Linked DNA regions of Sus scrofa: all the other regions are linked to region 1. A link is a contact called in public HiChIP or PLAC-seq data. All regions are on one chromosome and are shown on one strand. Each heading gives the region's core, a stretch centred on a gene start, on an enhancer-like site or on the middle of the called end of the contact. The rest is flanking DNA. Distances are from core to core; before and after follow the strand shown. Region 1 overlaps FGGY (FGGY carbohydrate kinase domain-containing protein). Region 2 has its middle 27 kb from the start of JUN. Region 3 has its middle 46 kb from the start of JUN. Region 4 has its middle 70 kb from the start of JUN. Region 5 has its middle 100 kb from the start of JUN. Region 6 has its middle 150 kb from the start of JUN. Region 7 has its middle 190 kb from the start of FGGY.

Region 1 (3,736 bases), core at 657-3,156:
CATTCTGTGAAAACCAGAACCTGATTCTTTCAGTGTAAAGATGAGGAAACTGAGGGCCAAAGAGGTTGACCTCTTGTCCTGGGTTATACATCGAGTTGTTCAGTCACTGAACCAACAAGTGAAGCTGGGGTATGTATCCTTGAAAAAAGAGTAACTGAGACTCACAAGGAACAGTCTGGGGTGGGGCCGGTATGAACACGGAAAGCTGTTTGCAGAGACAGGGCTAAGAGCTAAGTGGGGTTAGCTTGGATTTTACCGGCTAAGGGCTTCCAATCCACATTCCTCCAGTGCAGCACCGTTCCTTTCAGTGGCTGGCTTTTTGGGTAACCAGCCTTCTCAGGCAGCTCAGGGGGAATATGCAATCTCTGCCAACTTCACCTCCATGGTAATACAACACCTGCTCATGCCATACCTGCTACCAGTTACGGATAAGGGAGACTGGGATCCTTCCCGGAAGCTCACCCCCAGGTGGGGTAAGCCGACACTGAAACACCCTAGGGCAGCACTGCAGAGAAGCAGTGGTGAGGGGGTGCGTGTAGACGTGGGCCCACTGTGAGGAGTATCCCAAGGCAGCTTTACAGATGGGTTCCAGTATTATTCCAGTGAGCAGTCCACAGGCTCAAAACATGGCAGGAGTGTATCTTACTAGCTAGCTAACCTTGGGAAAGTACTTAACCTCTTTGTGATTTGGCCTCCTTATCTGTAAAGGCCTCCTTATCTGCAAAGCACAAGACAGATCAGGACCTCATGGGATTTTTGTGAGGATTAAGTGAGTTAATCCATAGTCATACACACAATGACTGCTGACACTTCCTGACTACCCTCTGTTATCGTTTCAGGAGCCCCTTGAAGAGAAGGGTCCCAGTCCCCACCACACCACAATATGCCAGATTCACTAAAGCTAGCGGCTTCCTCATCGTCTAAGCACTTGCTCGAATCTCCGCTTTAGGATTGTCTGTAATTTTCTCCTCCATCGATTTCTGTCTGTAGCCGTTAGTCCGCTTCCTAGGGTGAAAACAACTGCTGTCATCCAGTTATCTGAACCAGCCTGGCCTGTCCGGATCCCTCCTCATCAGAGATGCCGACAGCTGAAAGTGACATGGCCAACTTGGTAGGAGTTTCAGTCTGATCAACTCCATCCAACACCCAGGCTCCTCTGGCCAAAGTGTCAGCTGAGGGGGAGGGGGAGGGGAAGGGAGGTCAATTGTGAGGTGGGGTGAAGCAGTTGCTGGCTTCCCATCTCAGCGGCCTTGTCTCAGAAGGTGCCTTGTCAGTCCCCATGTCCCCAAACATGTAACACTCTACACAAAGGCACTCTGGTGAAACAGGATAACTTCCTAGGGGCATTTAAAGTGTTCCCTTTCAATTTCAGGGAGTCTTCAAAACTGTTGGAGATACATAATAAATCTTTGCTGTTACTCCCAGGCTTGAAATAATTTACAGGCTTTTTTTCTTCAGCAGGAAGCAGTGTTATCATTTAAGAAGCACTTAATGTTGTTCATTTTTTAAAAATGAGACTATTAGCTTATTACATAAAAAAAAAAAAAAAAAGATAGATAAGAGTCAGGGGATGTTGGGCAAAGGATGCTCCCAGGACTCCTGATCCAGTTTATAGCAATCTGTTTCTAGCTGACAATCCCTACTCCCCATCAAGTGTGGCCCTTACATACTAAGCTTTCTATTGTTACTCCCCAGTTGGGATCCTTCCTAGGACTTGAGTGGATATCTTTTTTGCCTGTGTTATTCTTCGGCTTTCATTACCAACTATCTGAAAAGTCCACTTCCTGCTGCTTCTCTGCTCTCCCTAAGTTAGCATTTCCATTTCAAGCCCTCCGTCTTATACAAAACCACACTTCTCTTTCTTGCTTGTAGCTGTTACCAGGGAGCAGCTTATGTAATGGTACTCTCTGGTTTCAGGTTGCTTCATTTTTATTCTTCTAGCCTGACTGTCAGCTCCTTGAAGGTGGGGAACCTGCCCTTGTTTTTCCTCTTGTTCTTTTTTTAAACCTGTAAAACATTAGGCCCTCTCTCCTAAAATCCAATCCTTTGATGTCACCAGTAGAAACAGTGTATTTTCTGTACCAGACAGAAAACAGTGTATTTTTCTGTACCAGACAGAAAAACCTGTATTCAAATATTCAGCTTGAATATTAACAGCCAGTCTGACCTTGGGTACGTTCTTTTAATTTTCTGAGTCTGTTTTCTCATTTGTAAAAATGAAAATAACAAACTTCGAACATAAACTTATTATGAGAACTACATGAGAAACTTTAAATGTTGGTTCTGCAAGGAAATTTCTAAGCGACCAGAGCAATATGAGTTACACATGCAGCTTTCTTGTAATTTGCTTTGAAACAGGAAGAAAATTTGGAAACCTTGAGGAAGAGATATGTTTCAAGAAACATAAACTCTGAGACATACAGACTTCAATTCCTCATGCCATTACTTAATAGCTGTGTGACTTTAGGGAAACTGTTTGCCCTTTCTGAGTCTCTAAATCCTCACTTGCATGATGAGAATAATCACATATATAGTATGGTGAATGGTCCAGAGTGCTGGTTCAAGAAAGAGGAGTTTCTATTCCTTTTGACTAGACACTACCTTGAACTGTGCCCAGCTCTGACTTGTAATCCAGTCAGATCTCCTCCGGAAAGTGGTAAGTTACGTATGGCTACAGGCTCCAATGCCTAACTCAGAGCGGGGTTACTCAGATCTGGGCATTCGCTAAAGTTGCTTAGGTCAATTTTCGTCCTTTGCATGCCACTTAGTCAAAGTGGACTGCTCTCCATGGTAACCAGCCACCCTTTCTCCCATTGGCCTAGCTCATTCCAATGGGAGGGGGGAATGGATTCACCATAAGGATTGACTTCTCTTTTAATATTTAAAAGCAACTCTATTACTCAGAATCCAGTCAGGAGATGAGAAGCCACTCTAGGTCGTTCAACAAGAACTGAGTGCAGGAAATTTGTTCATAGAAGACAGAAGAAACTAAAGCCGGGCAGATGATGTTGAAGGAACTGAAGAGATCAGCAAAGGCCAAAAGCTGCTACTCCTCTTAGGGATCAAGAGATGATGGGAGGCATTGGAGGGACCAGAGCCAGGGGCTGGTGATGCCAGGCTGGAGGTGAAACCAAAGAAGGGCTGAGCGGTCAGAATGGGGCAGCTGCTATAGTGAAAGAAACAACCTGACTTCTCCCTGCTTCCCGCATGTCAATCTTCCATCAGTATTTCCCATTGGCCAAACTTACTCAGTGGCCAGCTGCAAGGGAGCCTGGGAAATGCAGTACACAGCAGGACAGGGGTGAACAAGCCATCGGAGAGCAAGCAGGCAAATGAGTGGCCCAGCCATCTTTCAGTAACATATACAAGGTGCTAGTACAATGTGTGATTTATGGCCAGCTGCTAATGGTAGGTATCATCATAAATATCATTCTAATTTTGTATAACTCTCACTGAAGGTTTAATCATACCAGTCACTGTTCTAAATGCTTTCTATATATTATCTCATTTAATCTTCACAACAATCTCATGAGGCACGCACTCTTCATAGCCTCATTTTTACAGTGAGAAAACCAGCTTAGGTCAAAAGGATTGAACTAATGTACAGTTATAGCATCTGAACTCAGGATTGGAACCCAGATTTATGTGACATCTGAGTCCTATTTATTACTTATAATATGAATCATACAGCTCGCAGTAAAAGGGAGGGTCCTAGATAAGCTGAAGATGAAATTTG
Region 2 (3,736 bases), core at 811-3,310, 880 kb after region 1:
TACTATGTCACTCAACACCCTTAGTGAAAATTCAAAACAGTAGCTCTTACTACATGTCCAAGGTTATTACCACCTGTGTCAGGGCAGAATAGGGCCCATGTTTTTGCCACCAAGTACCACACACAGAGCTGGCCCCTGTGGTGGTTAGGCTGGGAGCAGGCACCCAGCATTATAACTTCAAGGACGAGTGTGGCTTTGCCTCATGTTCAGAACTCAGCACATCTTTCACTCCTACTTGGGGAACCTCTCAGGACCTCTGTTTCTTCATGTAGGAAAAACATCGGTCATGCAAGTTGCAGCAATCAAAATAAAGGAGATTGTGTTTGAGAAAATACCCTCTGAGCTCTAAGTCTGTTGGCCTCAGCCCTATATACCCAGTTCACAGACCTGAGTCCTTGAGACAAGACTCTCTGGCAAAGTTCACCTCAACATCCATCCAGCAGGGCTCAGAAAATGTTCCCAGATTAGGAATCTGATAACTTAAGACCAAGCACCATTTTGTCCAGTGCATGACACCAAGATCAAGATAACTGGAAAACTATGTTAACTTCTAGGATAGCCCCTAAACCGCCACCACCACCCAAACATATACCACGTGGCCCCACTTCCAGTGCCTTCACCACCAACCCAATCAAGACCTGACATCCCAGGACCAATTAATAGCTAGCATCCATAGAGTCCTTTCTGTGTTCTGAGCCTAAAGCTAAGTATTTTTCCTGCTTAGTTTCAATTAATCCTTGCACCAGATCCATGACGTAAGAGGAGATACCCTTATCTCCTTCCTGAAGATGAGGAGATTGAGTCTTACAGACGGTAAGGAACTTACGCTCAGGAAGTGATAGACCAGGGCCTGGAACCCAAGTCTGTCTGACTAGGATCGTGGTTACGGCTTCTCTAGGATGACTTTGCAGATGTGCCCCAAGGACTGGACTGACCAACCCAACATCATAGAGCTACCAGCTACCAAAACTGGGATTCAAATCAACAGCCTCAAGTCCAAAGTCATATGCTCTCAAGACACCATGCTGCCATCCCCAATCTTGTAAGACTAGCTTCCACCTAACTGCTCCTTCCCTGAGCTCAGAGCCTGCTGTTTACTCCAGCCCAGTTGGTGGCCTAGAACAATGCCTGACTTTTCTCATCTCCTTTCCCTGGAGGCTGGGTTCCAGAGTCTGTCCTTGCTGATGGGACACCTCCTGCATGTGGACATATCTTCGCCAAAGAGGACAAATCCCTATCTGGCTCCAGAGAATGGAAATAGGAGTTCCCACTCCAGACACAACTACTTTTGAGAATGAGAAGCCAACTAACCCATTCCTTAGGGTTGTGTTAGGTCTCTCAGACACGCCCTACTCCTGAGCTGACTTGGGTGGGGCCAAGAGTTCCATCCCCCATCCTGCTTTCTCCCAGTTTCCTCCATCTGCTCTTTCAGGCAAGCTAGGGATCCACAGTGCCTCATACTTAAGCCAGACCCATGACTGATATGAGCTGTTATTTTTTAAATTATCTTTTTTCATCTCCAATTATAAAAGCAACATTGTGTCATTTCCCACTGCTGTGACAAACCCGTCCTCCCCACAGCAGAAGCATCAAGGGACCAGGGGTTGCACACGAAGTTTTATAACCGGCAGTGAGTACCAATTAAAAATCCTCTAAGGTGTTCAAAGGATGCCACAACCGGATCAATCTGCAACAGATTCAACAGAGGAAAAGCAGATTAAGAAATAGAATATTTAAACACTGCAAATCATTTCCTTGGAAAGGCTCTATGCATCTTGTCGGAGCCAGTCATCTTCCTCTGCGAAGTGTTCACACTCACTTCCGGTGAGTAATAAGAAGGACGTTCAGGTCTGCACGCAGCCACTGTGCACGTGATGGAGCCCATGGCACAGCAGCTGCAGCTTCCTTTTTCACAAAGCAGAGGTGCCGCCTCTTCGGTCCCAGGGCTGAGGCTTTTCTCCAGGCTGCAAAACAGCCAGAGTTTCTGAGGGGCATCTACAGATGCCATCTGCCAGTTCTTCATCCGGTACATCGCAGTGGCTGTGACTCAGGCTAGTTAGCACCGGAAGCCATTCCCCTGTGTCTCTGTGCAGGCTCTGCTGGCTGAAACAGATGCCAGCACCAAGAAAGGTTTGTGGTGCTGGCAGGCAGGAAATGTGCTTTGGAGAGCCCCAAGGACCCAGCCTTAGCTCTGGCTGCAGCAGTACAGAAGGCAAAAATGCAAACCAAACCAGCACACACTGATTCGGTGTTGACTTAGGCTAGTAAACACACACCACAGATCTGGTGGAGAATGCAAACGCCCCCTGTGCACGCAGAAGGCTGTGTGTTATTTAAGCCAAGCGGGTGTTTCCAAAGAGAAGGAAAAGAATCCATTGCTCCAAGTATCAGATCAAGGAGGATAGTGAGAGATTCAGTGCGTTAGAAATGCCCAACCTACCTCTATTTTAGGTTAATCATAAAACCTTCAAAAGACCCCAGCGAGACAGCTTGGGGGCGGGGGAGGTGAATTCCCCCCGCTTTACACAAACTGAGCCTCAGCAATCACGCCAGTAGTCAGTGGTCCAGTGACAGAATTTATTGAAAGCCACTCGTGTGCAGCAACCAGGCTTGGAGGCAGATATCCTCCTGAGGTGTGGCATGAAAGAAGGAAAGGGAGAGAGGAAGAGTCTGCTCTGTTGCTTTCCGACTGTGTGATCTTGAGCAAATCAGGAGTAACCTTTGGCTGCGCTGCTCTCGGGTGTCCTGAGATGGGCATTGCTGCATGGGGAGGGCGGAGCCGGGCCTCGATCTGACTCCACCAGCAACCAGATCTGGGTCATCTAGGTGGTCACTAGGTCCCTCTGACCTCCAGAGATTTACCTGTAAAACAGTGGACTTATCAACCAGTAAGAACCCCTTTCACCTTTTGACATGACTTTATTTTTATGATCGAGAGGCTGAAATTAGATTATTGTAAAAAATCTAATTTTTGTTGTAAAATCCCCATCAACTCAGATTTTCTTCATAGATAATGGAGATAGATTGAAGACCTTATTATCATGTAAAAGATTGACCCTGTGGCACCTAACACTTTACAACTGGGCAGTGTTGCTGGCTCTCCTTCCTTTTCTGCTGATGTTTCACAAAGTCCTGGATGGTTTTCTCCTCCAGTTGGGTTAATATACAAAATCACTCAGACCAAGACCAATCTGCTTTACTTTGTGAGTCAGAGCCCATCTCTGATCTCTAATGAATTACAGCAGTATAGGCAGGGAAGTCCATGAGAACAAAGAAAGTCTGTGTCTGCTTGTCACCCAACTCCTAGCCCAATGATGGCAAATATTACTGTTGCTTCTACATCTATTACTGCCATTACTGGCTCTGTGCATGGCAAATACTACTGCCACAGTTACTGCTGCTACTACCGCTACTGCTATTACTACTGCCGCTGCTGCTACCACTGCTGCTGCTGGCTCAGTGCATAGCAAATACTACTGCTGCCGCTACTACTGCTACTACTGCTCCTATTGATGTCACTAGCACTACTAATACTGTTGGCCCAAGGCAGGGCAAATACTACTAGTTCTATTGTACTATTACTGCTGCCGGTACTTCTACTACTACTGACCCAGTAGTACATAGCAAATTTACTACTACTACCACTGCTACTGCTATTGCTGCTACTGCTATTGCTACCACTACTACTGGCCCAGTGCATGCAAATCATCATCTACTGCTACAAGTACTACCAATA
Region 3 (3,736 bases), core at 910-3,409, 810 kb after region 1:
TGCACCTATTTCCCAGTTGCCGAGGCTCCCTCCATTGCACATTTTGCTCTTAAAGGGGATGCCATGACAGGATGGGCCGGCTTGGGAGTTGGGCCACAGGCCTCCTGGAATGATCACAGGCCAACCCTGGCCAGAGATGGAGACAGAGCACTGTGAATCTAGCATTTAGGATTTCTTGAGATTCCTGATCTGGCCCCAGTTCTCTATATCAAGACACATTGGCCCTCCTTACCTCCTCCAGTGTGCACCGTCCAACCTCAGGACTATGGCACATGCTAGCCTGTCTACCTAGAAGGCCTTCCTCCATCCATGACACTGAGCGTAGCTGATACCAGTGCATCTTGTGGTCTCTGTTATGGGCTGACGGATGCTCCAGACTTCGTTTTTGCAGCACAGATATTTACCCAAATTCTGCCTTCCCTGCTATGTAGTGATTTGTATGAGCACCCGTCAGAGTTGGTTCATGAGCCAGTTCATTTCACTGCATTCTCTATACTAAGTTTGATGAAGTAAGTAGGTGCTTATTCTGTATATTACACTCAACCAAACTGATATGTAGCAAGGAGTGGCAAGATATCCTGCGAGGAATCAGTGCAAAGTTCCTCCCTCATACCTCCGAGCAGGCCTGTGCTCCCAGAACTGTAGTGTACCAGAAGCCTGCAGAAATATCCCCTTTCCATATCTTTTGTTGTTTAAACTCCATTTTTTGTGGATACAAGTGGATGTGGCCACGTCTGTGCTTTCTCCACCCCCTGGCCACAGTGATTTGTCCAAGGCAGTCACATGACCCACCCAGGCCAATCACAGGGCTTCTGTGGGATTTTTTTCTGCCTCACACTGTAAGAATAAACTCTCTTCCCTCTCTGATACAAGCTGAAAGACACGGAAGCCTAAACTGTATTTATATCATTGTAGACTTTTCAGTATGTTTCGTATTTCATGAATTTAAAAAGACTCTACAGAAGTTGGAAAGTAAGCCCAGAGCTTGGGCATTTGCGGTGCCCAGCACATGTAGAACGCTTAGGAAAAGCAGGAGAGGATGAGGCAGACATGCCGTGAGTCAGAGAGGAGATCTGGCAGGACTGGAACTCCAGGATCCGAGGCTGGCCCCACCCTTGCTCTTGATTTATTTGAGCAAATAAAGTCCCTTTTTTGGCATAAGCTAGATTAAATTCAGATTTCTTTTACCTGATTAACCACCAAGAAATATAAACAATATTTCATGTATTAATTTCATGTATTATTTTAGTTCCTTTTGTTCCACAAAATATTTAAAACTAACATCCTTCTTTTGCTTTATATTTTCTGACTTATGATGTATTACTTCACCCAAGGTAACCTCTCAACATAGGTTTTCAAGCAAAGCAAGTATAATTCATCCATCTTGCAAATAATACAATTGAGGCCCAAAGAAGTAAAGGTCATAAATCTAGTCAATGGCAGTGCCTGGACTAAAATCTAGGGTTTCTTGTTTTTCGCTTTGTTTCGCTAATAAATCACAGCTATAAGCACTAAGAGATGGTTTGTCTGTGTGGGTTGATAACAGTCCTCCAGCCTCCTACAGTGCATAATGATGCCCCTTTAAGAAGCACATCTCCTGAGTTCCCTTAGTGGCTCAGCGGTCATCGAACCTGACTAGGATCCATGAGAATGCAGGTTCAATCCCTGGCTTTGCTCAGTGGGTTAAGAACCCAGCATTGCGTGAGCTGTGGTGTAGGTCACAGATGCGGCTTGGATCTGGCATTGCTATGGCTATGGCAGAAGCCAGCAGCTGTAGCTCCGACTGGACCCCTAGCCTGGGAACCTCCGTATACCTTGGGTGTGGCCCTAAAAAAAGCAAAAAAAGAAGAAGAGGCACCTCTCCATAGTACAATAGCAATGGCTAGAAATATCCCTGGGAAGTAATGAAAGTTAAAGACTATCACAAAGTCTTAAGAGTCTGTCCAGGTTGAAATAATATATTTAGTGTCAAAAGTGATAACAAGGTCGTGACTTGTTTCTAAGGAGAAGATGCCCTGAGCTTGGTGGGGAGAAATACTGGGTGCCTTTGTTAAGGAAGCCTCCACTGGGATTGAAAAGCGGCAGGAAGTAAGAAGGAGGAGGCTAGGAAAAGTTCTGCTTTTATTAACTGAGTTATAAAAGGAAGATGGGAAGTTGGAAACCACCGCTTATGACCAGAGAGACACGAGTTCAACTAGTTAACATCTTGGGCAAAGCACCAAACCTCTTTAAGCCTCCGTTTCTTCATTTGTAAACTGGGGATAATAATTCCTTTTTTCAGAACGCATTCCTGTGCATGCACCCAACAGGACTTTCCACTGTGCTAACTTCTTAACCCACTGTGGCACTGCGTGTTAAGAATCCCACTGCAGTGGCTAGCATCCCTGAGGCAGTTCGGGTTCCTTCCAGGCCTGTAACCGTGGATTAGGGATCCGGCATTACTACAGCTATGGCTTGGACTCAGGGGAACTTTCTTGTACCATGGGTGTGGCCATTAAAAAAATACAAAATAGGAGTTCTTGTTAAGGCTCAGTGGAAATGAATCTGACTAGCATCCATAAGGAAGCAGGTTTGACCCCTGGCCTTGCTCAGTGGGTTAAGGATCTGGTGTTGCCATGAGCTGTGGTTGGTGTAGGTCACAAATGCAGCTCAGATCTGGCACTGCTGTGGCTGTGGTGTCGGCCAGCAGCTGTGGCTCCAATTCGACCCTAGCCTGAGGACCTCCATATGCCGCAAGTGCGGCCGTAAAAAGACAAAAATAAATTAAATAAATAAATAAAATAAGCACCCAACAGTACCTGGCACATTGCAACTGCTCAATAAATGTTTTTCTTTTTTTCACAGGAGTCATGCTCACATTGCCTCCTCCATCACTAGAACCCAGGAGGAAACACCTGTGTGGCCCAAGGCGGAGTAGGACAGGGCACACTATGACTCTGCAACTTGACCTCTCACCACATGGCCCCAGGTGCCTTCCCGACCATGATGCCTTTCCCTTCTTCCTCCTCCCCTGCTGTTCCAACCATCCAGACTGTTTGTCCTTCTTTGGCCAAGCTCACCCTTCCTGCTCCGCCTGCACCTCAGTGCATTCCCGAGCAGACTGTTTTCCTGGATGGTCTATTTGCCGGTCAGCCTCACCCTGAAAGAGATTCTCGTGGCGTCCTCTCTGCAACAAGCATTATCTCTTCCAACAGAGCACAGGGAAGGAAGCAGAAGCAGAAAAGGAAGGCGGGGGAGGGTATGCAGGATGGAAAAAAAAAGAATACAGGAAATATAATAGACTTATTTTTTCATGGGCTTTCCCCAAGAACTATATTAATAGCCGTAGGAAAATAGCAGATTCCTTTCAACATCATATTTACCAATCACTATCCCTAAATTTTCTATTTTTGGAAACTTCTACAAATACTCTTCTCTTCCACCTCAACACAGGGGAATCTGTCCTTTCTCAGATCACGTACTCTGCCTACAAATCTAGAATTCAGCCCAAGTGCTCAATGAGATGGTAAGCGCCTTGAGAGTAAAGTCATGCCTTATACCTTTTTTTCATTCCTTCTTATACTCCCTAGCATCAAGCTCCAAAAATACAGTGACTGATTACAATTCTTTCAGAACATTTCCTGAGAGGGAACGTAACTGACATTTAGGATCATAGATTTTTAAACCAGTCAAGTGGTAAAATCAAGGTCCATTTAAAAACCTCTTAAAAGGTTGAGAGTCATGCCTTGGATGCATT
Region 4 (3,736 bases), core at 924-3,423, 780 kb after region 1:
AATAAGAAAACTAATCCAATTTTAAAATGGGGCCAAAGCCAGGCTATCGAAGAAGATATACAGATGGCAAATAAGTGTATGAAAAGATGCTCCACATCATATGCCATCAGGGAAATGCAAATTAAACAAATGACGTACCACTACACACCCATTAGGACGGCCAAAATCAGGAACACTGACAACACCAAATGATGGCAAGGATGTGGAGCAAAAGGAATTCTCATTCACTGTTTATGTGAATACAAAATGGTACAATCACTTTGGAAGAGAGCTCAGCAGTTTCTTACAAAACTAAACATACTTTTCACTGTGTGATCCATCAGTCACACTCTTTGGCATTTACCTAAAGGAGTTGAAAACTTATGTTCACACAAAATCCTCCAAATGGCTGGACTCACACAGCAGCTCTATTCATGAGTGCAAAGACATGGAAGTGACCAAGATGCTTCCAGTCAATCAATGGATAAGTAAATTGTGGTACATCCAGACAATGGAATATTACACAGTGCTAAAAACAGATGAGCCATCAAGCCATGAAAAGACATGGAGGAAACTTAAATGCATATCTCTAAGAAAAAGAGAGCAATCTGAAAAGGCCACATACTCTATGATTCCACCTATATGACATTCCAGAAAAGACAAAACTATGGAAGCTAGCCAAAGATTACTAGTAGCGAGAGTGGGCAAGTGTGGGGAGGGAGAGGAGATGAGTAAGGAGAGCAGAGAGGATTTTTAGGGCCGTGAAAATACTCTGTATGATATTATAATAATAGATGTATGTCATTATACACCTGCCTAAACCCATAGCATGTACATCACCAAGAGTGAACCCTAAGGCAAACTATGGACTTAGGGCGATAATGATGAGTCCACATCAGTTCATCCTTGGTAAAAAATGCACCATTCTGGTGAGTGCTGTTGATCATGCAAGAGGCTGTGCATGTGTGTGGCAGGGGAGGTGGCAGGGGTATGTGGGAAATTTATGTACCTTCCTTTCAATTTTGTTATAAAAAAAAAAAAAATGAAGACTTAAGGAGATCCCATTGTGGCGCAGTGGAAATGAATCCAACAAGGAACCATGAGGTTTCAGGTTCGATCCCTGGCCTCGCTCAGTGGGTTAAGGATCCAGTGTTTCCATGAGTTGTGGTATAGGTCAAAGATGCGGCTCAGATCCTGTGTTGCTGTGGCTGTGGTGTAGGCTGGCAGCTACAGCTGGGATTCAACCCCTATTCTGGGAACCTCCATATGCTGCAGGTGCAGCCCTGAAAAGAAAAAAAAAATGAAGACTTAAAAACTTCCTAACTCCAATACTGACTAACTCTCTTAGCCTTCATTCCTTATGTGGACATTTGGAAAAAAACTGCTACATGCTGTGATTGTAAGGATTAACCAAGATAATACTCACGAGGTACCCAGGATACAATGGGTGCTTTATAAAATACACACACACACACACACACACATATATAAAGTGATTTCCATGGCACACTTGACTTTGGCCATTACCTATGGCTTATATATATAATAATATATATATTTCTGGTTAGTACTCAGAGCAATAATGAAAAAACACATGGAAAAATAGCCTCAGCCAAGTATTTTTTTTCCTTACAATTTACTGCTCCAAACACACATACATACAAGTGTATTAGTTAACTGATATTGTTAGTTAACTTACTATTTGTTAAATGAATTTGTCAGTGTCAGAAGCTTCTGCTTAGCCTGTTCCTCTTTCTCTTACTTGGCTAACTCAAAACCTTCACGCTGGAGTCTGTGCAGGTGAAAGGATGTGACAAAAGGAAGAAAAAAAGAAAAAGACACATTTGAAAGCTACCATGTGCCAAGGCCTTTCAGACCTCCTGTCTCATTTACTTTTCCCAAGAACGCACCTAACACAGGCAGGATTCCTATTTTCACTGATGCACTCGGTTCAGAGATATTAGGTACCTTGCTCAGAGTCATGCAATTAGTAAAGATGAAATCAGGATTTGAGCCCAAGTCTTCTGGTCCCCAGGTCATAATCAGCACTCCCAGTGCCTCACTGTGGAGTCTAAATCACATCTCACAGCCAGATAGAAAGGATACTTAGGTGTTTTCCTCTTAAAGCTGAAATTTCTTTGACTAGAAGCTGCAAACCATTCCAAGACACATGACAGTTACTCACTCAAGAGTGAGCCACAGGTCTTTCCTGGCTGGCTGTGCCAACTCTCTTTTAATTGTTTCTGGGGGAGGGAAAAACTCCACATTAATGGAATTCCAAAAAAGAACGTTATGGTGACAAAGCAGGGAGAAAGCTCAGACAATAGGAGGAAATGTTGAAAGATTCCCTTTCATCTCCTAACAGCAGTTTGGGGCCACACACGTCCACTCCTGGGAACAGACCACGAGGGCAAAGCGCCCCCACCCTCCATGAGGAGCAGCCCACACTTGGGGAGTGCGTGGTTACTCTTCCTTCCGTTTTTTAAAAATATTTTTCTAACCAGGTCTCCGGAATTGACTGCAAACACTGCAAGAATGATTTCATTCTTTCCAAAACAGTATTTCACTCTCCAGCCTCTATCTAACTCCCCTGTTGAGAATTTGAGTATCTAGATAAATGGACCCAGGCCTATGAAATCTTGGGAAAAAGAGGTGTGACATAGCAAAACGCACAGGCTCTGTTCTGGTTATGTTTCATCTCCAAAGCAACTCTGCGAAAGCAGGCCCGAGGGGAATCTAGGGCAACACTCTGATTTGCTCTGTGTTGGTCATGGAGTCGGCTGTGCAAAGAAAATGGGATGGTGTGAAGAAAGCGAGTTTGGACTGAAAAGCCCTGCTTTTGCATCCTGTGTCCTGCTTTTATTAGCAAGTGACTCAGCCCTTCTGATTCTCAGTTTCCTCAGCAAGGCAATGGGGACAAGAACCCTCACCCTCTCAGTTACTGTGGGGATCCAAAAAATACCTACCACGTGATTTGGCCTCTCAGGGCTGGTCTCTTTGGGGGTGGGGACAAGGCTGGAGCTGGTTGACAGGTGAGGTAACCGCACCTGAGCCCCGCAGCCACTTCTAACAGGAAAAAGCCACTGGTTACCAGAAGACGCCCCAGGCTGAACCTTTGTGAGCCAAAGGCTGGGATATAACTTAGATGGAAATTTCCTCCAATTCGGTGTTCCCACTACTGTCTCATTTTTATTTATTTTTTTGGTCTAGGAAAAGAGAATTGCCACAAGTATAGTAACACATATGTTGTTGGGAGTGATTGCTGAGAAAATGAGGAGGAAGAGAACCAGTGTGATACAGTTGCTGGGGAGACCAGTCTGGTTAGAGGAGCTGGTTTAAGCCAACAGAAGCCCTTTAACACGTGGCTCATGCACACCCCCCTCCAAGAAAGCTTCCCTGACCACATTCCCTAGGCTGAGTTGAGTGCCCTCCCACCACTTTAATCATAGTGCTTAAGCAGAACACAGTATGTTTCCAATTGGTCTCTTTGTGAGCTAGTGATGGGACTTTCTAATCTCTTGTGAGCCCAACGAGAGTACTTGGCAATCGGGACTTTTGCCCCAAATCTTAAGTGCTATTGAGTGAATTGGTATCTAATTGATTACATGAGCCTGAGCTCGTCTCCCCCAAGAGCAGGACCAAAGGGGTCCTGTCTCTACTGGGACACAGCCAGAGGTAATGGTCAAAGTCAAGTGGGCCCTGGAAATCATTCCATTCGTGCTTCATAGCAGGAAGGACTTTATCAATGGAGGATGAT
Region 5 (3,736 bases), core at 549-3,048, 750 kb after region 1:
GAATCAGAAAGCCTTGAATTCAAGTCCTGCCTCACCTACTCAGGTTTTTGTGGTCCTGGGTGAGTCAGAGAACCTCTCTGAGCCTTGCTTTCCTCATCACTTCTTTCTACCTACCAAGTTATGCACTGAGTGAAGTAATGAAGGCAGGAGATCTGTAAAATACCCTAAGAATGGGAAACTTCCTTCTTTTCTTTTTCTTTTTCTTTTTTTTAAGGATTGCACTTGCAGCATGTGGAAGTTCTCAGGCGAGGGATCAAAAGGAGCTGAAGCTGCCAGCCTACACCACAGCCACAGCAATGACAGATCCGAGCCACGTCTGCAACCTACATCACAGCTCATGGCCATGCCGGATCCTTAACTCACTGAGGGAGGCCAGGGATCGAATCCACATCCTCATGAATCAGGTTCATTACCACTGAGCCACAATGGGAACTCCAAGAACGGGAAACTTCTAATAGTCGGGGGTTGGCTTTCTTTTTCCTCTGCCTCTTCACGAAGACAGTATTTAGATCGAGGTAGGTAGCTGCTTTTGAATCTATACAAACAGATGTTGCACTGTTTGGAAACATTCTCCAGAAGTCTAGAAATGAAAAGACTCTGTACCCCCAGAGACACCCTGAAAGAGTTCTCTGGTGGAAGAGGGAAGGGGAAGGAGAGAAAGAGGAAGCATTCCATATATCCTAAATATTATGACAGTCACTTTCTTTTTTTTTTTTTTTTTTGTCTTTTTTTTGGTTGTTGTTGCTATTTCTTGGGCCGCTCCCGCGGCATATGGAGGTTCCCAGGCTAGGGGTCCAATCGGAGCTGTAGCCACCGGCCTACGCCAGAGCCACAGCAACGCGGGATCGAGCCGAGTCTGCACCCTACACCACAGCTCACGGCAACGCCGGATCGTTAACCCACTGAGCAAGGGCAGGGATCGAACCCGCAACCTCATGGTTCCTAGTCGGATTCGTTAACCACTGCGCCACGACGGGAACTCCTATGACAGTCACTTTCATACAGAGTGAGGGTGAGGATGATGGTGGCTAACTTTATTGACAGATACAGTTCTGAGTGCCTTATACATATTAACCCCATTTTGCAGAGGAGGAAACTGAAGTACTGAAAAGGCAAAATAAATCAAAGGTCACCCTGCACTGAGGTTCAAGTCCCAGCAGTCTGAGTCCTGGGGCCATGTGTGTGACCATCCCACTGCACTGCTCCCATAGCCCGCAGGCTATTGGATCCTCATGGACCCCATGGGCATCCTTCAGATGGGAAACTGGGGCTCTGAAAGCTGGGTAACTCGCAAGAGGTCACACAAAGAAAGATGGGATGTTTCTTTTGCTCTTCAAAATTACTTCCTTCTTTTTTACTGGTAGAAAGACCATCGAGCATGAGTCCAAATGTAGCTTCCTATTATATCTTTGCTTGAGTCCCCTTTTCCGCGGTGGGTCAGGCAGAAGAAATCTACTAGAAAACCTCTAGAAAAAAGCATCTAGCCCGAGCGTGGCATGTAGCAGAGGGGGCTGGTAGGCCTACTCTCCCAACTTCCTCACCTCTTCTCTTCCTCCGGAAAAGAAATGAGGTCCTTCCGCTTACCAGGATGACAACGCCATTCCCTTTTGTGTCCTGGTTCTGCGTGCTTTTGAACAAGTTCCAGTTTGACTATGATAATCTAAAAATGTGGAACCAGACCTTAACCTTGCAGTCCAGCTCCAGGCTGACCAAGGAGGAAGTGCAATGTCACCTTGTTATTTGACACTACCCTCCTAGTGATACAACCAGAGTTTACATTCTTTCTTTTGGCAGCCACCATACGCTGCTGACTCACGACTCTCTCAGGTCCCAAGTTCCTGTCTATTGCCCTCTCTTCTACTTGGCCTGATGTCTCAAGACTTCTCCCATTGGTGTTATGCTGGGATTCACCAGGGATTCTTGCAGCCAGTAGCTCTCAGACTAGGGGCTAATCTACACCCTCAACTATCAGCCTTCGTCTTTGGATCCTCCAGGGGGATACTCTCTGACTCTGCCAGGGGAACAATGGACAGAGGGATATTTCATATACAGTTAGAGCAGTAAGTGATCGGAAAACATCCCTGGCCAGGAGGGAACACTGCTGTGGTCTTGTGTGGGTTCACTTCCCAGAGTTTGGGAGCCATGATTTATTCATGCATACATGCACATTAAAGTAATGGTGGGGGTAATTCCAAGGGGCGTTGTTGGGAAGACGGTGATAGCTGGGTGGGTGCAGAAGGCTGGAGGGGGGGGGGGGGGCTGATCAACTGGAATCAATGCAGGCCAAAAAAAAAAAAAAAAAAAAAAAAAAAAAAAAAAAAAAAAAAAAAAAAAAAAATGGGTAATCAAGCTGAAATATAGGCCGGATTCAAAGCCACTTAGCACCTTTGTGACTTCAGGCCAAGACCCCACTTTTTTTTTTTTTTTTTTTTTTTGTCTTTTTAGGGCCACACCCACGGCATATGGAGGCTCCCAGGATAGGGGTCGAATTGGAGCTGTAGCCGCTGGCCTATGCCACAGCCACAGCAACACCAAACCTGAGCCGAGTCTGCAACCTGCACCACAGCTCACAGTAACGCGGGATCTTTAACCCCCTGAGCAGGGCCAGGGATGGAACTCACATCCTCATGGATACTAGCCAGATTCGTTTCTGCTGAGCCAAGATGAGAACTCCTAAGACCCAACATTTTAAAGCCTCAGTTTCTCTCTGAAACCTGGAGCAATCGGAGTGCTTACTTCATCATGACGTTGAGAGGATGAAAAAAGAAAGCATCAAAATTTCACTGGCATCAGTATTTCACTGGCACAAAGGGAGGGTTCAGCATTTGTGATGATCTCTGCCTGCCCTTGCTCTCCCATTCAAGCATTTATTCAGTAAGTACTCACCAACAGTCTTGAGAGGGTACAGTGAAAGAAACACAGATACAAGTAAAGGCCTAAGTGCAGGATTGGGCTCTGGTGGATAAAGATGCTTCCAGGGACCAGCCAAATGCTTTACGGGAGATTTGCTCTAGTTCTGGCTTTAGACTGCTGGACACTCCAGCCACTTCAACCCACCCCAATATACACATTATCTTTTCTGCACCATGTGTGAGTTTGAAATTTCTCAGATTACTCTCAAAGTGACCTTGGGCAAATCCCATAACTCATCTCAGCCCCTGGCACATATGTAACAGATATGTGAATATGCACAGCACCCAAGTTTTGTAGTAGAGGTGAGAAGCCAAGCCCGCACTTGGCTGATACCCCAGAACTTTGAGCTGCGTTCCTCCCACCACTCCCTCTGCCTGCCAATCCTCTATTACTATGTGCCAAGCTTGGGCTTGAGGCTAGTTGGTCAACAGACTCATGAGAAGTTAGCCCTGCCCATAGAGAGCTTAAAGTTTGCAGGGGGGATGGAGGGCGCTCAACATGTGCACCTCCAGCCCTAATAGAGAGAGGGCTAAGGACTGTGATGGAATTACGTACAATGCAATGTAGGAATGCCAGGAAGGGCAAATCCCTTCATGGCCCTCAGTTTCTTCATCTGTCAAATGGGTGTAATTCGTTTCCACCTCCCATGAGATGACTTAAGGGAGTTAGTAAATGTGAAAGTATCTGTTGGAAAGTTTAGTTCTGTGCCAGTGTTTCTATTTATTTCCCTATTTCTCCATTAGAAGTCAAGCCTCTGGAGCGCGAGCCTATGTCTTACCCATTCCCCTCTTCCCAGCACATTGACACAGAGCATGGACCAGTC
Region 6 (3,736 bases), core at 415-2,914, 700 kb after region 1:
GAATCGGGGACTAAATCTGGCCTCCTGGGAAACTGGCTGGGAAAAAAGTCAGGAGCCAGGCCTCCACCAGAGATCTTCTTCATGAGGCAAAAGGACAACGTGAAAGTGTAGGACACAATGTCAGAGAGGGACAGGGAGAACCAAATGGAAACAGCTGAGCGAAAGCCTCAAGGATGGGGCCAGGGCAGCGTCCACGGGAGGAAGTTGAGTGAGTCCAGGAGTGGGAGTTGTAGGGTTGCTGGTGTAAGACACACCCGAAGTCTGCACCCCCTCCTCCCAGCTTCGGCTCTCTTTGCAGAGGCTAACGCTTGCCCGAAGCACACGGGGATGTATTTTAACACTGGTCCTGCTCTGAGCTGTGTCACCTCAATCAAACCCCTTCCTTTTTTTTTTTATTGTTATTTCCCCAATACAATTTTTTTTCTACTGTACAGCATGGTGACCCTGTTACATATACATGTATACATTCTTTCTTTTTTCTCCCATTATCATGCTCCATCATAAGTGACTAGACATAGTTCTCAATGCTACACAGCAGGCTCTCATTGCTAATCCATTCCAAAAGCAGTAGTTTGCATCTATTAGTAAAGTTGGTACAACCACTATGGAGAACAGTATGGAGGTACCTTAGAAAACTGTACATAGAATTATCATATGACCCAGCAATCTCACTCTTGGGCATACATCTGGACAAAACTTTCCTTAAAAAAGACACATGCACCTGCATGTTCACTGAAGCACTATTAACAATAGCCAAGACATGGAAGCAACCCAAATGTCCACTGACAGATGATTGAATTAGGAAGATGTGGTATATTTACACAATGGAATACTACTCAGCCATAAAAAAGAATGAAATAATGCCATTTGCAGCAACATGGATGGAACTAGATTCTCATACTGAGTGAAGTAAGTCAAACCCCTTCTTGAATTTCTGTTCTCCCTCTGACATGGGAGGGACCATGCTTGATGACTCCCAGCTCCTATCAGCTCTTATATCTACCTCCCAGCATATGTGAATCTTTACTTTATCCATGAGCCAGCCAGACCCATATGTGTCATGTGGGTTTTTTTTTGTTTGTTTTTTAAGGAAATTCATGGAAGTTCCCAGACTTGGGATCGAATCTGAGCTGTAGCTGACGGCCTATACTACAGTCACAGTAATGCAGGATCTGAGCCACATCCTCGACCTACACCACAGCTCACAGCAACGCCGGATCCTTAAGCCACTGAGCAAGGCCGTGAATTGAACTCACCTCCTCATGGACACTATGTCAGGTTCTTAACCCACTGAGCCACAGCAGAAACTCCTACATGTGTTTCTAGAATCCATTCCTCTTGCTAGTTTCTATCTGACCAGCATCTACCCATCTCCTTCTCTAAGCGCAAGCACAACAGGAGACAAACCCCCAGTGGATTTCAAGCCAGGCTTCTTCCCACGGATCAGTCTGACTTGTCCCAGTTCTGCCACATGACAACGGAGCTACCTGGGTGACAGCAGAGAGGCTTCCTGGGGGATGAACACACCCATCTTCAGTTAATGAAACAACAAGAAAAGCAAACGAGGCTGGGGAGGAAGGAGGTCTCTGAGCACACAGCACTTCTTGGTGGGCCTCCCAAGTCTGAGAGGAAAATAGAAGCGCTGCACTCAAGTGACAGCCTGGAGGAGAGGGGGTCACATGAAAGCACTTGGGTAATCTGGAAGGTTATGAAATGATGGGAGCACACTGGTCTGCTTGCCCAGAAACTGCAAGGAGGAGAAAACAGAATAACACTGCAAAGTATTTCCAGGCCGGGGAGCAGCAGAAGGAAGGAGCAGAGCTTTGCCTGTTGTAGCACAATTGGCCAAAATCTAAGAAAGATTTTGCAAGATAATGGAAACGTCCTCCTGAATACTCAGGTGGCAGTGGGAGGGTGGGAGGGAAAAGGTGAGAAAGAAGGGCTCTTGAGCCACATGGCTCTGCCAAGTGTGTGTCCTGAGATCGAGGACACAGTGTGTAGCTTTCCTGAGCCTTGGTTTCTACAGTGTCATTGTGGATATCACCAAAACATATTAGAGAATTTAAGGATAACTGTACCGTCGCTTACAGACCCTATTATACTGACTTCAGCATCTCTGAAATTAGGGTATGTCTTGTAATCTTTCACATTTTAGAGTCTGTGAAATAGGAGTATGTAAAACTCATCACCCAAAGCGAACGCTCAGTAACCGGGGATGAATATCATGTAGTAAAAGCCAGAAGATATATCCTGTGACAGGCCCTGCAATATAATTAGGGCCACTGACAGAAATGCCAGGATGCCCTGGCTGCTGGAGGGTGGGTACCACTTCTTTTGTTCATTGTACATGATTCACGATCTGATGGGTGAATGGATAAAACCGAAGGGCCCTCAGGTTCATTTCAAATCCAAAATTCCTGTTCCTCCGGTATTATATCTGCTACCCTAACACTGCCAACCACCAAAGAGTTCCCTGCTCTCTGAATCCAAGAGCAGGACATATGATTTCTCATCATCTGCAGAATGAAATCTGAAAAACGTCTGATCAAACTTCAGTCCTCTGTGGAGGCTAGAACCATCCAGAAAAACCCAAATTTCTTAAAACCATATTTCTTCCCACCTTGGAACCTTGGCCTGGGCTCTTCCTTCTGCCTGGAATCCCCTCTTTTTCCCCTTCCCTCTTTCTTTCTTTCTTTCTGCCATGGTGGGGGCATGGGATACAGCAGGACAAATGGATGAGGAGGCTTCCTGCCCACAAATTACTGAGCACTCGGCAGAGAAGAGAGCTGACGAGGAATAAGAGGTAAGGACAGGGCTCGGGGAATGCTGAGATCAGGAAACGGTGAACTTGACCTCACACTGACCACCTGACAAAACCCTACTCCTCTCCGAGGCATAAGTCAGTATCTCCCCTTTGGTGAAGCTGTCCAGGACCCCTCCACTTGGGCAGACTTCCCCAAGCCCAGGGTCGCACCTTTCACTGGATCTGCGAACTCTGATGCCCTCTCTAGATCATGAGCTCCTTGAAGGCAGGGGTGTGTTTTATTCACAGCTTAGTTCCTAGCAGGGTGGCGTGAACAGAATAGGGGCTCAAGAAATGTTTGCTAAATGGAAATCACTGAATGAAGGATTTATCTTGTGATTGGTGGATTTCTCCATAGGGAAAGTCTAGCAGAAGATACGAAGAGCCATATGCATTCCGTTCCCCTCTCTGAACCTCAGTGCCTGTTTCTGTGACAAGAAAGACTTAGTTATCAGTGCTTTTCTTTTTTTAAAAAGCAAAATTCCCATCCGGTCTCTCCCTGTCTCACGCTCAGTTTCTCTCTCTCACTCTCTAGCAGTGAAAGGCTTTCTTCAAGTGAAATCTTACTCAAAGCTCAATGTGTAATGCAAATCAAGTCTGAGCGCCTCTGAAGTGAGACGTGGGCTCTGACCCCTGAAGACTCAACACCTCTACTCTCCCTGTTCCAGGAAGGGAGCAGTTGGACACTCTCTCAAGTCCCCTCACCTCGAAGGCTGAGCCAGCTCGTAATTCCATGGCGCAGCCAGGTTCACCAGAACCAGGTGTTACAACCAGAAGATGATGCTATTGATTGAGTACCTAATATGTGCCAGAGCGGCCAGACCCTTTTAAAAATTATCTTATTTCCTCTTTTTTCCTTTCCTTTCCTTTCTTGTTGTTCCAGTTCTTCATTTTCCAGTTAAATACAGGAGTATTATTGTTAGCTGCCTAAAA
Region 7 (3,736 bases), core at 740-3,239, 570 kb after region 1:
AGTGTGTTAGCAGTGACTTGGTAGAGATGATGCAAGCACACACTCAGTATTTCTGTTCACACAGTCATTGCTGCTCACTTGCTCACGGGGAAGGAGAGACAAGAAAGTGATGGCAGAGAAACATTTCTCTGTAAGTTGTTTCTTGAGGAAATACTTACACAGGGCAGACTTGTACTAAAAGTTATTTGTTGCTTACCCAAGATTCCATTTTTAACTGAGAGCCTGGTATTTTATCTGACACTTCTATTCTTAAATTGGACCTCGTCGTTATTTAAGTGCTAAGTCCCTGAAGTTTGGGGTATCATTTAGCTAATGGGGGACCAGTTGTTGGGTCCTCTCCAGGCCTAAAGTGTGGCCGGGAAGAACCATATTAACATTTGTCCCACTTTATTGAGCACCTTTGTTGAGCTCTTTCCCAGTTTCTTTACTGAGGCAGTGATTATCAGTCTGGAGCCTGGAACTCCAAGTGAGGTCACGGAGCAGCAGCCTCACGTGTTAAAAATGCATATTCTCAGGCCCTCCCCTGGCCAGACAGTGTCACCTACAGATGATTCACATGTACATTTTTAAAGTTCAAGCACAACTGGATTAGGCAACTTTGAATAAAGAATAATCCGTCAAAAACGCTTTTAAAAAAATGAATAGACTTTATCTTCTAGAGCAGTTTTAGGTTTACAGAAAAAACTAAGTTCCCAAATACCTCTTCCCCCGCCTACAGAGTTTCCCCTATTATTAATGTTCAGTTAATTAGACAAAGAGGTCCTTAGATGGAGGTGGTTCTAAGGCTGTGGCAGCCTACTTAAGCAAAGCCAAACCTAACCTATAAATGAAGGCTAAGAACTTGAAACCAGAAGACAACCAATCACAACTGGCCAGCTGGGCTCCCCCAAATAAGGCAATCACTAAAGCCATAGCGAGTCAAATAATTCCCTTGCTTTGCTTCTGTGCCTTCTCTGTGAAAGTCCCGCCCGCTTCCATCCCCCAGCTCCTGTTGCTGGAGCCTTTCTGACCATTTCCAATTTGGCACCACACTGTTAGAAGAGGTGTTTCTCTCCAATAAACTTAAGATTTGTAACGTGATGTAGTTTGTCTTTTAACATTAACATCTTGCATTAATATGGTACTCTCGTTACAACTGATGAACCAATATTACATTATTCCTTACTCAAGCCCATAGTTTATATCAGGGTTCACTCAGGTTGCACATACTATGTCTTTTGACAAATGCATAATATCATTGCAATACCTTACAGAAGAGTTTCACTGCCCTAAAAATCCCCTATGCTCCACCCATTCATCTCTCTCTCCTTTCCTCTGGACCTGGGCAAACACTGATCTTTTTATCATCAAATATCCTTTTGATTTGCCAGAAAATTAATACAAATTCTTCTATTAATACAAATTCTTCCATCAAGACAAGAGTGTTTTTCAATAATGAAACTGATACAGAGGTTAAATGACTTGTTCCAGGTCACCGAACTAGTAAGGGCAGGAGCTGGGTTTTCAACCCAGGTCTAACTCCAAATCTCTCTTCTCTTCACTAGGCCAATATGGCCAGGCCCTTTCTTAGAAGAGAAGACATTTGAATGTCTGTACTGTAGGAGAGATCCAGAGGTTTGGGGAATAGTGTTGCATGTAGTGGGGTAGGAGGTGGGCAGGTGGGGATATAGGAACTATCTGGCCTAAGGAGGTTCCCAAGAATTCCTAGCAGGTACTGTAGTGTGAGCTGTGGCTGAATTTGCAGACTGGATCTCCCCATACCAGCTGCTTCTGCATCTCACTCAAGCCAATTATGATTTACAAATGGGAGTGTAGAAATGCTAATAACCCTAACTGGGCTCCCTAATTACCGCTTAATCAACTGCTAATGGGTGTTAGCTGCCAGCCAGGGTAGCTGATAGGGCTGATAGGGCTCCAGCTGGCCAAGGTTAAAGGGAAGCTCTTGTTAGTGTCACTGGCCTCGAAAATAGAAGGAAGCCATGGGGTGGGTGGAAAGTGTCTTCTTTTTCCTTTCTTCTGCATTTTTGTCTGGATATTTTGTCGCAGTCATGAGGCACTGGGCAGCAAAGGTCTTCAGAGGAGGTAAAGAACCAGAAAAGGCCAAGAGTGAGAAATTAGCGAGCAGAGGAGGCTGGACAGTCGACAGGTGATTATTGAATGCAGACAAGTGTGAGGTATTGTGCTGAGTGCTGTCATCTTAATGTTGTGACAGTCAAGGGTTTTGAGGGAGCAAAAGGGGGCGAGGAAAAGTGAATGTGTAGGGAAGTGACCCTGAGGAACACGAATGGGAGAAGTCATGAATCAGAGGCATCTGAGGTTTGGCAAGAAAAAAAGAGAACACTAACTTTTATAGAGCGTGTCTAAAAATATTTGTTAAATGAATGATATCAAATTAAACAGTCTCTACATAAGACATTTTAACCTATGACATGCCCAACATATGGCATCCCCCACAATGACCATCTTCAGTAGAGGTTTACCATCCCTATTTCACAGATACAGAAGTTAGGATTCACAGGGGTGAAGGGTCATCCTCATGGTCACGTTGATAACACGTAGCTCTGCTCTTTTCCTGATTGCAAGGCTTAGCATTTTTAAACAGCTTTATTGAGATATTATTGTCATATGGAGTGTATATATTTAAGATGTGCAACTTGATATTTTGATATATTTATAATGTTGTGGGGGTGATCACCATAAAACAGTTCATTTTATCATTTCTACATAGTTACCATGTGTGTGTGTTAAAAGCATTTAAGATTTATCCTCTGAGCAAAATGTGAGTCTACTGTAGAGTACAACAGTGCTGTCATTACCCCACGCACATTAGATCTCCAGAACTTACTCATCTTAGATAACTGAAACTCTGTGCCCTTTGACCAACATCACCCTGTTTCCTCCTCCCCCCGCAACTCCTGGCAACCACTGACCTACTCTCTGTTTTTATGAGTATGACAATTTTTTTATTCTACATTTAAGATTATGTAGTGTGGAGTTTCCATTGTGGCCCCGTGGTAACGAAACCAACTAATAACCATAAGGATGTGGTTTCGATCCCTGGCCTTGCTCAGTGGGTCAAGGATCCAGCATTGCCATGAGCTGTGGTGTAGGCTGGTGGCTACGGCTCCGATGCAACTTCTAGCCTGGGAATTTCCATATGTTGTGGCTGCGGCCCTAAAAAGACCAAAAAAAAAAAAAAAAAATCATGCAGTGTTTCTTTCTTTGTCTTGCTTTTTTCACGTTAGCATAATGTCCTTTAGTTCTTTATCCATGATGTTGAAAATCACAAGGTTTTCTTCCTTCTTTTAAGGCTGAATGATATTCCATTGTGTATTTATATATGTACAGTTGGTTTTCTTTATCCATTCATCTGTTGAAGGACGTTTAGATTGATCCCTATCTTGGCTGTCGTAATTACTACTGCAGTGAACGTGGGAGTGCAGTTATCTCTTTGTGGTCCTGATTTTGATTCCTTTGGTGATATATCTAGAAGTGTGATTGCTAGATCGTATGGTAGTTCTATTTTTAATTTTTTGAGAATTCTCCATGTTTTCCTTAATGATTGCACCAATTACCATTCCCATTAAAAGTGCACAAGAGTTCCTATGTCTTCACATCCTTCCCAATGCTTGTTATCTTTTGTCTCTTTTATAGTAGCTATTCTAACAAGTGTGAGGTGATATTCCATTGAGGTTTTCATTTGCATTTCCCTGATGATTAGACATGTTGAGCACCT

The links. HiChIP or PLAC-seq counts read pairs in DNA pulled down with a chosen protein or histone mark.
Region 2: an H3K27ac HiChIP or PLAC-seq map of alveolar macrophages shows a contact between it and region 1. The contact joins two enhancer-like sites. A contact is called at or near these places in 8 of 47 Hi-C or Micro-C datasets (adipose tissue, embryonic fibroblasts, fetal liver and 5 more) and 1 of 2 datasets of contacts at active chromatin or transcription factors (alveolar macrophages).
Region 3: a contact with region 1 is called in an H3K27ac HiChIP or PLAC-seq map of alveolar macrophages. The contact joins two enhancer-like sites. A contact is called at or near these places in 1 of 47 Hi-C or Micro-C datasets (embryonic fibroblasts) and 1 of 2 datasets of contacts at active chromatin or transcription factors (alveolar macrophages).
Region 4: an H3K27ac HiChIP or PLAC-seq map of alveolar macrophages shows a contact between it and region 1. The contact joins two enhancer-like sites. A contact is called at or near these places in 1 of 47 Hi-C or Micro-C datasets (embryonic fibroblasts) and 1 of 2 datasets of contacts at active chromatin or transcription factors (alveolar macrophages).
Region 5: an H3K27ac HiChIP or PLAC-seq map of skeletal muscle shows a contact between it and region 1. The contact joins two enhancer-like sites. A contact is called at or near these places in 1 of 47 Hi-C or Micro-C datasets (embryonic fibroblasts) and 2 of 2 datasets of contacts at active chromatin or transcription factors (alveolar macrophages and skeletal muscle).
Region 6: an H3K27ac HiChIP or PLAC-seq map of alveolar macrophages shows a contact between it and region 1. The contact joins two enhancer-like sites. A contact is called at or near these places in 2 of 2 datasets of contacts at active chromatin or transcription factors (alveolar macrophages and skeletal muscle).
Region 7: an H3K27ac HiChIP or PLAC-seq map of alveolar macrophages shows a contact between it and region 1. The contact joins two enhancer-like sites. A contact is called at or near these places in 2 of 47 Hi-C or Micro-C datasets (embryonic fibroblasts and fetal heart ventricle) and 1 of 2 datasets of contacts at active chromatin or transcription factors (alveolar macrophages).

Annotation. Positions count from the first base shown.
Region 1 is chr6:152,830,460-152,834,195 of Sscrofa11.1, forward strand. All of the region lies in intron 14 of FGGY (FGGY carbohydrate kinase domain-containing protein), which reads right to left. Among named protein-coding and RNA genes, the nearest start is that of HOOK1, 120 kb to the left of the region's middle. Within about 2 kb of position 1,907, at least 15 of the 83 cell types and tissues checked have an H3K27ac peak or open chromatin away from gene starts, as enhancers often do. A contact at or near this core is called in alveolar macrophages, retroperitoneal adipose tissue and skeletal muscle, where this site is marked.
Region 2 is chr6:153,711,916-153,715,651 of Sscrofa11.1, forward strand. No RefSeq gene overlaps it. Among named protein-coding and RNA genes, the nearest start is that of JUN, 27 kb to the left of the region's middle. Within about 2 kb of position 2,061, at least 35 of the 83 cell types and tissues checked have an H3K27ac peak or open chromatin away from gene starts, as enhancers often do. A contact at or near this core is called in alveolar macrophages and retroperitoneal adipose tissue, where this site is marked.
Region 3 is chr6:153,638,327-153,642,062 of Sscrofa11.1, forward strand. No RefSeq gene overlaps it. Among named protein-coding and RNA genes, the nearest start is that of JUN, 46 kb to the right of the region's middle. Within about 2 kb of position 2,160, at least 2 of the 83 cell types and tissues checked have an H3K27ac peak or open chromatin away from gene starts, as enhancers often do. A contact at or near this core is called in alveolar macrophages, where this site is marked.
Region 4 is chr6:153,614,323-153,618,058 of Sscrofa11.1, forward strand. No RefSeq gene overlaps it. Among named protein-coding and RNA genes, the nearest start is that of JUN, 70 kb to the right of the region's middle. Within about 2 kb of position 2,174, at least 15 of the 83 cell types and tissues checked have an H3K27ac peak or open chromatin away from gene starts, as enhancers often do. A contact at or near this core is called in alveolar macrophages, where this site is marked.
Region 5 is chr6:153,581,168-153,584,903 of Sscrofa11.1, forward strand. No RefSeq gene overlaps it. Among named protein-coding and RNA genes, the nearest start is that of JUN, 100 kb to the right of the region's middle. Within about 2 kb of position 1,799, at least 16 of the 83 cell types and tissues checked have an H3K27ac peak or open chromatin away from gene starts, as enhancers often do. A contact at or near this core is called in alveolar macrophages and skeletal muscle, where this site is marked.
Region 6 is chr6:153,530,162-153,533,897 of Sscrofa11.1, forward strand. No RefSeq gene overlaps it. Among named protein-coding and RNA genes, the nearest start is that of JUN, 150 kb to the right of the region's middle. Within about 2 kb of position 1,665, at least 1 of the 83 cell types and tissues checked has an H3K27ac peak or open chromatin away from gene starts, as enhancers often do. A contact at or near this core is called in alveolar macrophages, where this site is marked.
Region 7 is chr6:153,404,777-153,408,512 of Sscrofa11.1, forward strand. No RefSeq gene overlaps it. Among named protein-coding and RNA genes, the nearest start is that of FGGY, 190 kb to the left of the region's middle. Within about 2 kb of position 1,990, at least 3 of the 83 cell types and tissues checked have an H3K27ac peak or open chromatin away from gene starts, as enhancers often do. A contact at or near this core is called in alveolar macrophages, where this site is marked.